Linked DNA regions of Triticum aestivum: region 1 is linked to region 2. Evidence: chromatin contacts called from public Hi-C data. All regions are on one chromosome and are shown on one strand. Each heading gives the region's core, a stretch centred on a gene start, on an enhancer-like site or on the middle of the called end of the contact. The rest is flanking DNA. Distances are from core to core; before and after follow the strand shown.

Region 1 (3,986 bases), core at 580-3,079, 340 kb after region 2:
TTTCGGAGGCCTACTGTCCCGACTCGCGGTGCACGCCGCAAGCCGGGATGAGGAAGACAACAGTAGCACAGAGATTGGAACCGGTGGCGAGAGGAAGGAGAAGTTCTGGTGCCTTTCTCTGAGAGGAGCGACCTCCCTTTTATAGGCGCAAGAGAAGGAGGCGAGAGGCTGCGCCGGGAGCTGAAGGGAACGCGGGAGATGAAACGAACAGGCAGCAGCCGAAGGGTGCATCGTTCGTATTCAATGTTCACTACAACAAAAACTTTGCAGCTCCCGAGTGACCTTTCGTATACCGTAGTGCGTGGCAAAAATTTAGATATCGGCTCATTCCCGCAACCCGCGGCATGGCGGGCGGCGGAGGAGGAGCGCGCGTGGATATCCCTCTTGTTCTCATGCTCATACAAGTGGGGAAAGAACCTCCCTTATAAGGAGGTCCAACTCCCACTAAACTAGCAATGTGAGACTAAACTTTAGTAGTATCCCTTGCCTTGCACAAATGGGCTAAGTGGGCCTCTAGGATTTATTAGAAATTTCTGAAATAGTTATTGGGCTGCCCAAAATAGACTAAATTCCAGCATGGTAGACATACTCGGAGGTCAAATATTCAAAGGTACAAGTATTCCTCTTTTGACTTCCCCTACATGTAATTCAGCATGCACACACACATCTTTGGACACTTGCACGGACAGGGAGAGTGCTTCTTTGGACTTTTTAAATTGGGAGATAACCAAGTTCAAATTGTGCGTCAAACATTAACACAGGCACTCCTATCCATTGTGCGGTATGAAGAAGTGGAAATATTAATGGTGAAAAAGATCTCGATAATACTGCCTGGTGTGTATGGGATTGTAAAGGTATATGTTGAAAATGTGGTTTGATCCAATTGGAAATTTTCACGCAAGCCTCCGCTTCATGGGTGTTTTTTAGGCTACCTCCGCTTCATAGTAGCACGCTCGGCCTCGACCCGCGCTCTATATCCTTCTGTTATGGGCTTTCTCTTATGGGCCGTGATCGAGCTATCTTTTGGCATTTCTTGAAATCAGAGGGAGAGCATTTTAGCAGTATACAAAGTTTACATACAATAGTCCCACCCTGCTCTTCGATACTGATTCCCACCAATTTATATATGTTGGCAAGTTGCTTGGAATATCAACAAGTGGCTTCGGGAATAAACAAACACAACTTGAAAACAGAAAGAGAGGCCTTCCAATGAATTAGCAAGCACCTGAGAGAATCACGGTGGGGAGGACTTGCACGCGTAGAGGGTAGAGAAATTAATTCCCAATAAATCGGTCACTTGGACAGGGTCGACTAAATGGCTAAGCAAACGGGGTTTATAATTCGTGAGGCATGATGAAATATTAATAGGAGAAATATGTATTTTTATATTGTATTTATTTTGTATTGATATTTTATTTTTAAGTAATCTTGATCAAACATACGTATGTTTGACTTGAATTAAACCCGATGTACCTTATATATCTGACGGAGAGAGTATAATTTAAGATCATCAATTCTATGTGTCCAAACAGGAGCACAAACTGTGGCTGAAGATGAGAGGTGCCAAGGACAAAAGAAGGCGCGTCTCGACACAAGAGGGCAAGGCGATGCTAGGAAGAGCCGAGGTAGTGTGAAGGCCTCCCGTTGCACCGCACGGGCCCTTTTACTAGTCTTTCCCTAATAATAATAAAGTACGGGTTAAGTTTTACCGTCGCGGCCTTTTTGCAGAAAAGTTCTTCTGTTTTTTCATATTCAACCGCAGTCCCTTTTTAAGTCGATATCTGAAAAAAACGTTTCGCTCTTACGAAAAGAACCCTACAGTTTTTAGCATTCAACCCGCGATTCTTTTTAGTGGAGAGGCGGTCGAGCGGGAAGGACTGGGGCGTCGCCCACGACGCAGACGAGACCGGCGGCGGCCTTGCGGCGGCTTGCGGTGGCGCGGTCGACGAGGACCTGCCGGATCTCGCCGGATCTGGTGGGAAATGGCACGCAGGCGACGGATCTGGGAGGAAAGCGGCCCGAGCTTGGAGCACGAGGCTTGGCGTGGGAGGACGGAAGGAAGGAGATGGGAGGCCGGAGGGAGAGAGAAGGGAGTGGTGAGGTGCGGCGGTGGTCCTGCTGCTGCTCCTCGCCGGCCATCGGCACGAGGTAGGGCTCGGGTGCGCGGAGGCGTCGACATCGTCGAGTGGATCGAGCAAGTGGGCTAAGTTCCGCCGTCGCCTTCATCGGCCTTCGTCCATTCCCCTCGCTAAACAGGTTTTTTTCCCGTCCCCTCCCACCCACGCTTCATCACTAAAAAAACATGCCTCATCCTCTCAGCCTTCTCTCTGCAATTCTTTCCCAGATCTTCTCCTGCTAGCTAGGGTTCCCCGCCGCAGGCGCACCTCGGCAGCCATCGAGGCGACCACTGCCGCCTACAGGCGGAACGAGGCGGAGGAGAACCTCCTGGTACGGCTTAGCAGCGCGGAGGCGACGTGAGGAGGAGACGCCAAGGTGCCGGTGGTGCGCCCGCTGCTGGTGGTGCTCAGCGAGGACGAGTGCCGGAAGGGGCTAAGCGCCAATGTCTGGTAATAATTTTATCTTCTTTCAGATGTAGGAATTGATACGGATGAACTTAAAGGTAGAATATCTAATCTTAATCTTGCGGTTTTCAAGAAGGCGCCCAGAAAATCAATTGACACCATCCCTTCTCTGATTATGCACACAGATCAGGAGAGACATATTGGCCGGGACAATCTTTAAACAATGATGAAGCCCTCTCCCGGGTCAGAAATTGAACACATAATTCTTCTTTTAGACAGTGAATAAAATTTGCCTATTGATGATGTGATTGGTGAGGAAGGTTTGTCTTCAGGGAAGGAGAATGAAGGATTTACTGCTTCAGATCTGTTGAAAGATCTCTCTGTACAAAGAAGGCCATTTGAAGATAGACATGTGTCCTTGAAACAGCAAACACGTAGTGAAAGTAGTGCCTCCTATAGGAAGTCAATTTTTAGAGAAATAGAAATTGTTGTGAAAACACTCAGTTGGTGTGGAGGTGATATATATGGAGTTTGCTCAGAAACTGCTTCAGCTATCAAACATGGAAATTTCTCTGAGCAAGCCTTGTTTGATGTTGTTATCGATGAAGCTACATAGGTGGGGTCTCAGGCTCTCAATACTAACTATTCCATTTCAAATCAAGCTAGCTTTAAATATTTTATCTGAGCTTGTTTTGGTTTACTCCTATTTAGACTCTTGAGCCTGCAACTTTGATTCCACTTCAGCTACAAAAGTCAAAAGTAACAAAGTGCAGAATGGTAGTGTGGTCTCTCTTAATATATGAAGCAAACATTACAGTGCTAGCTCGTACTACTTAGTAACATATCCTTTTAAGGTTGGTGATCCAAAGCAGCTACCTGCTACCGCGATGTCTGGGTAGGCAGCCTGTGAATGTATGGTCTTCCAACAGTAAACAGGTCAGCCATAACTCCTACATATGCTTTCCCTGTAAAGATTTCTGTGACAGTGGAGTTAAAGACTGTTAAAATTTAATTGAAACCCTTTTAGATATCTTATGCACCATGTTTGGATCACTAAAATAGTTTGCTTTTGAGGAGTGCCTCTCTTCTTGGGAATTCATAGATTTAGCATTTTGCATCACTAGCACTTAAGTAGACCATTTATTAGTTTCCTATGAATGTTCGTTATTAGAAACAGATATTTTTTTACATAGGAACCCGGACATGGATTGGTGACAAGCTTCCCTCACACATTTATTTGGAGTTTGTGCAATACACACAACTTGGATCTATTGAATCAGCCAGTAGGTGGAGATCGTAATTAGAATCAGGGCATTTCTATGAAAGTCTATATATCACAGTTAACTACAGGGAGGTAAGCCGTAGTGTTATTTCACATGCTACACTTGCATCAACAAAACATGCATGTGTATTGACTGCATTTTCAATTGTATTTCTGATGGAGCAGGAAACAAATGAGATATT
Region 2 (3,697 bases), core at 815-3,314:
AAAGCAGACACCTTTAATGACCAAAAAGCCCAAACCCCATCATGTGGTCATCGTGACAGGAACCATCTACTGGGCACTTACACAAATAACAGAATCGTGTAGAAACAACACATGGCTTACATGTAAATAGACAAAAGCTAACACAGACATACTCATTGTGCTCATTGTCACAAAAGAAAATAGATGAATTATCAAAATAAAAATATATACCATGTCTCATCATATCTCATGCAGTAAGTAGTAACTAGTAAAAAGAGGACAAAGAGCTAAACTATTGTAAAAATAATCGACAACTAACATGAGAAACTATTTGATAGTTTGGCACAAGCAAATGGTGCATATGGTAAAATATGCATCAACCAATAATTGTCAATTCATAAGGACAATCTTAAATACAAAGTAGAACTTACATCTCTTTAGTTCCATAAAAGTAGACCAGCAACTTCTTTTTAGTTGAAGGAAGCCCCCATTTCTGCGGCTCGCTAATCTGTAACAGTATGGATATCCGTAAATCAAGTGCTCATTATGATTCCTGTGATCTTTCAGTTTAAGTTCAAACAAATATCAGTGCCCCAAAACACAGCTTTTCAGACTAAACAAGCCAGACCAGGAATGGAACAGATACAAAAGGAAACTGGAAGTCTTAACCAACAAGCAACTAAGCAGTTTCATCCTAGAAATCCTATAGCTTAAAGAATATTCCTCAAAATCTTAGCAATAATAGCAAAAAGATATTTCCCAAAAAAGTGTACAGAGAGGAACTACTCTCCTGGCAATAGTGAAAAGCAACTGCAGGATTTGTGAACTTTCTCATAACAAGACACCATAACAAAAGCTTAAAATGGCAAGTGCTGTCAAGCCATGTTAACAGGAAGGTTAGCTAAAATAAAATCAAGCCTGTACATAACTGTTTGGAGAACTAAGTCGTCATAAAATAGAACGCTTGAGAAAAGGCGGAGTATGGGGAAATGCTTAATAGCTAAAGCGCAGGAGAAAACAAGGAGTAATCTGTCAAGTACAGCAAATGAGCATCTCAAAGCAAAACTTTAGGACAGTGAGTAAACATTAGGGTTAGCAAAGGGCAGTACACTTACACGGGATCACATTAATAGACTATAGTGGTTCCATCATAAAGGCAGTACACTTACACAGGATCTCGCAAAATAAATCTTATGAGAGTGAAGCACTAAGATTTATCCCACGAGAACTATTTATCAACCTCACCATCATGTACCGAAACAAAAACTAAAACTAAGCAAGCTCAGCTGCCTGACTCCAAACAGATCGGAACTCCATGAAGCCCCAACTGCCACATGGGTGAAATCTGAACTACAACAACCATTCACTAAACCTCACTAGAATCAAGACTTGAGAAGTGCATGAACTCGGAGCACCAGATCGGTAGTTTGGTGCATCGATTTAGCAGGAACCTCAAGCAAAGAACAAAAGAATTTGCATACGGCTAACCACCAACTACCTCCATGGTCTCAGAACCCTAAACATGCCAGGCCTCGCTAGGATCGCCACTATTATAGCCAAAAAAACAGAAAGGGTCACGAAATCAGAGTTAGCAGCTACCTATAGAGTATAGACCTCATTTGTTACTGCGAGTCATGGCGGTACAGTACAACGGAACTACTACCTAACCGAACCCTAAGCAAGCTCCCCAGCCCAGAACATGATTCGCCGAACCCTAGGTCAGGCAGACCGCCAGAGGAGCCCCAGATCAGAGAGAAGGAGCGAGGGGGCGCGCGACTCACCATGGCCGGCCACGCCGGGTAGCCCTTGAGCTTGGCGAGCACGAGGTCGCCGACCTTCCACTGGGCCGCGGCGGCGGCGGCCGCGGCCGCGGACGAGGCGCGCTTCTTCCGAGTCGGCGCCATCGCCGACGCCGCTCCCGCCCGCCCAGAACCGGCGGCCAGAGGGCGCGTCCGCTGCGGCTAGCGGACCAGGGGGCGGCGCGGCCGCCGGGCGCTGGGGCGGGCGGCGGGCGCTCCTATGGGCTCGGTGGCGGCGGCGGCGGCGGCGGCGGGGGGGAGGAGGAGGAGGGGGCCAGGAGGCATGGAGCGCCGGAGTGGGGGGATGGGGGAGGCGGCTTGGTTGGGCTCGGAGATTTTTCTCTTTTTTTAATTTCTTTTCTCCCTTTTCTGTGTTTCTTTCCCCGTTTCGCTGCTGCCGGCTCTGGCTGGTTTCGTGTCTCTGTGGGGTTTGTTTGGTCTGGTTCGGTTTGGTGGTAGGAAGGAGGGCTCGAACACGTGAAAGGGCTTGGTCGGCGATGGGCCTGGGCTCACTGGGCTTTCGTGGGCCTATGAGGTTTTGCACGAATGGTCGTGTGTCGGCAAAGTCAGATCACTCGCTTGTGTTTTAAAAGAAAAAACTTCCGTAAGCAAAGTTTGGAAATCTCCCATTTTATTTCCGCGGACGCACACGCGATGTAACAACACGCTACAACATACCGCGAACACATAATAAATTACACTCTGAAGTGTGAAATTGACCGCGCATGTGTTAGACACGAGGATCTGAATCCGAGTAGGTGGGCTGGGGCTGCTAGTTCGCACACACAAATAAGATTTTCTCATTCTTATATGAAAAGAAACTTTATTATTTTACCACACTCAATACACATAGCATCATGTCATTTACCAAACACTACCAACTTAATTCACCACAACGCCTTCTCAGACTGTCATCGCCTACTCATGGCAATCATAACTCAAGCAGATAGAATCGAACGGTCGACAAACAGACCAATGCGGCAACTCATTCATGCTCATGGAACGCCTCTGGGCCTCAAAAATGCAATGCGAAAAACTCTCAGCAGTCAGCATGCGGCTAAATTGTGCTAACAAACATGATGCTATCATTGCACAGTTCGGCATATGGTTCGGTTCCCTAAATCAGTAAAATCACACATTCTCGCATCACCGCCTCCCCTAGAAGCACTTACAGATGGATATAAACTAGGGAACAGAAAGAGCTCGCGGTCGAACCGACGATGCTCCCCATCCTCCAGACAACGTCACTTGGGTAACGCAGCACCGGGAATTCACAACATTCGCAGGTCATTTTTGCAGAAGGCTCAAACTTTGTCGGATGCGTCGAGAGACGTGCTCTCTGTACTCTTGACCGCAGCCAGCTTCTCAGCCAATCTTTGCTCCAGTGCCCTTTGACCCCTTTCCCTGCAGTGAGATCAACAGAACCAAGTGAGATCGAGTACACTACTAGCACATATGCATATATGCATTTCTTGTGACTTGTTCTCGAGTACACTACTACTCCCTCCGTTCCAAAATATGTCTTTTTAGAGATTCCAATATGGAATACATACGAAGCAAAATGAGTGAATCTACACTCTAAAATATGTCTATAACATCCGTATGTAGTCCATATTGAAATCTCTAGAAAGACTTCTATTTAGAAACAGAGGGAGTGGCATATATGCATTTCTTGCAGCAACCGAAGCACCAAATAGGGCTATTAGTTACTGAACCAAAAGACCCAAAACTAAGAATATCGCAATCAGTTCAAACGGAATGGCGTAACAACATAGATTCCACAAGCTCACAAACTGCATGCGCAAAGTATAAATAATCCTAAAGGAGTGACTGTCTCAAAACATAAATCCAATATTCATTTGAGCATTGCCTATGTGTGATAATTAACAAAGATACAGAGGGGAAGTACTGAAGGGTTG

The links. A called contact is a pair of places that touch in the nucleus more often than the background predicts.
Region 1: a Hi-C map of leaf shows a contact between it and region 2, with 4 times the contacts expected there. The contact joins the promoter of LOC123051795 here to the promoter of LOC123051789 in region 2. A contact is called at or near these places in 2 of 5 Hi-C or Micro-C datasets (both in leaf).

What each region holds. Positions count from the first base shown.
Region 1 is chr2D:84,007,928-84,011,913 of IWGSC CS RefSeq v2.1, forward strand. LOC123051795 reads left to right here and starts at 1,830. Exons shown (of 7, transcript XR_006424302.1): 1 at 1,830-2,256; 2 at 2,345-3,138; 3 at 3,234-3,458; 4 at 3,716-3,876; 5 at 3,970-3,986.
Region 2 is chr2D:83,669,244-83,672,940 of IWGSC CS RefSeq v2.1, forward strand. It overlaps LOC123051789 (protein HUA2-LIKE 2), which reads right to left and starts at 2,065. Exons shown (of 14, transcript XM_044474767.1): 1 at 1,761-2,065; 2 at 411-487. The coding sequence starts at 1,883. It overlaps LOC123051791 (rhomboid-like protein 19), which reads right to left. Exons shown (of 8, transcript XM_044474768.1): 8 at 2,841-3,182. The coding sequence ends at 3,083.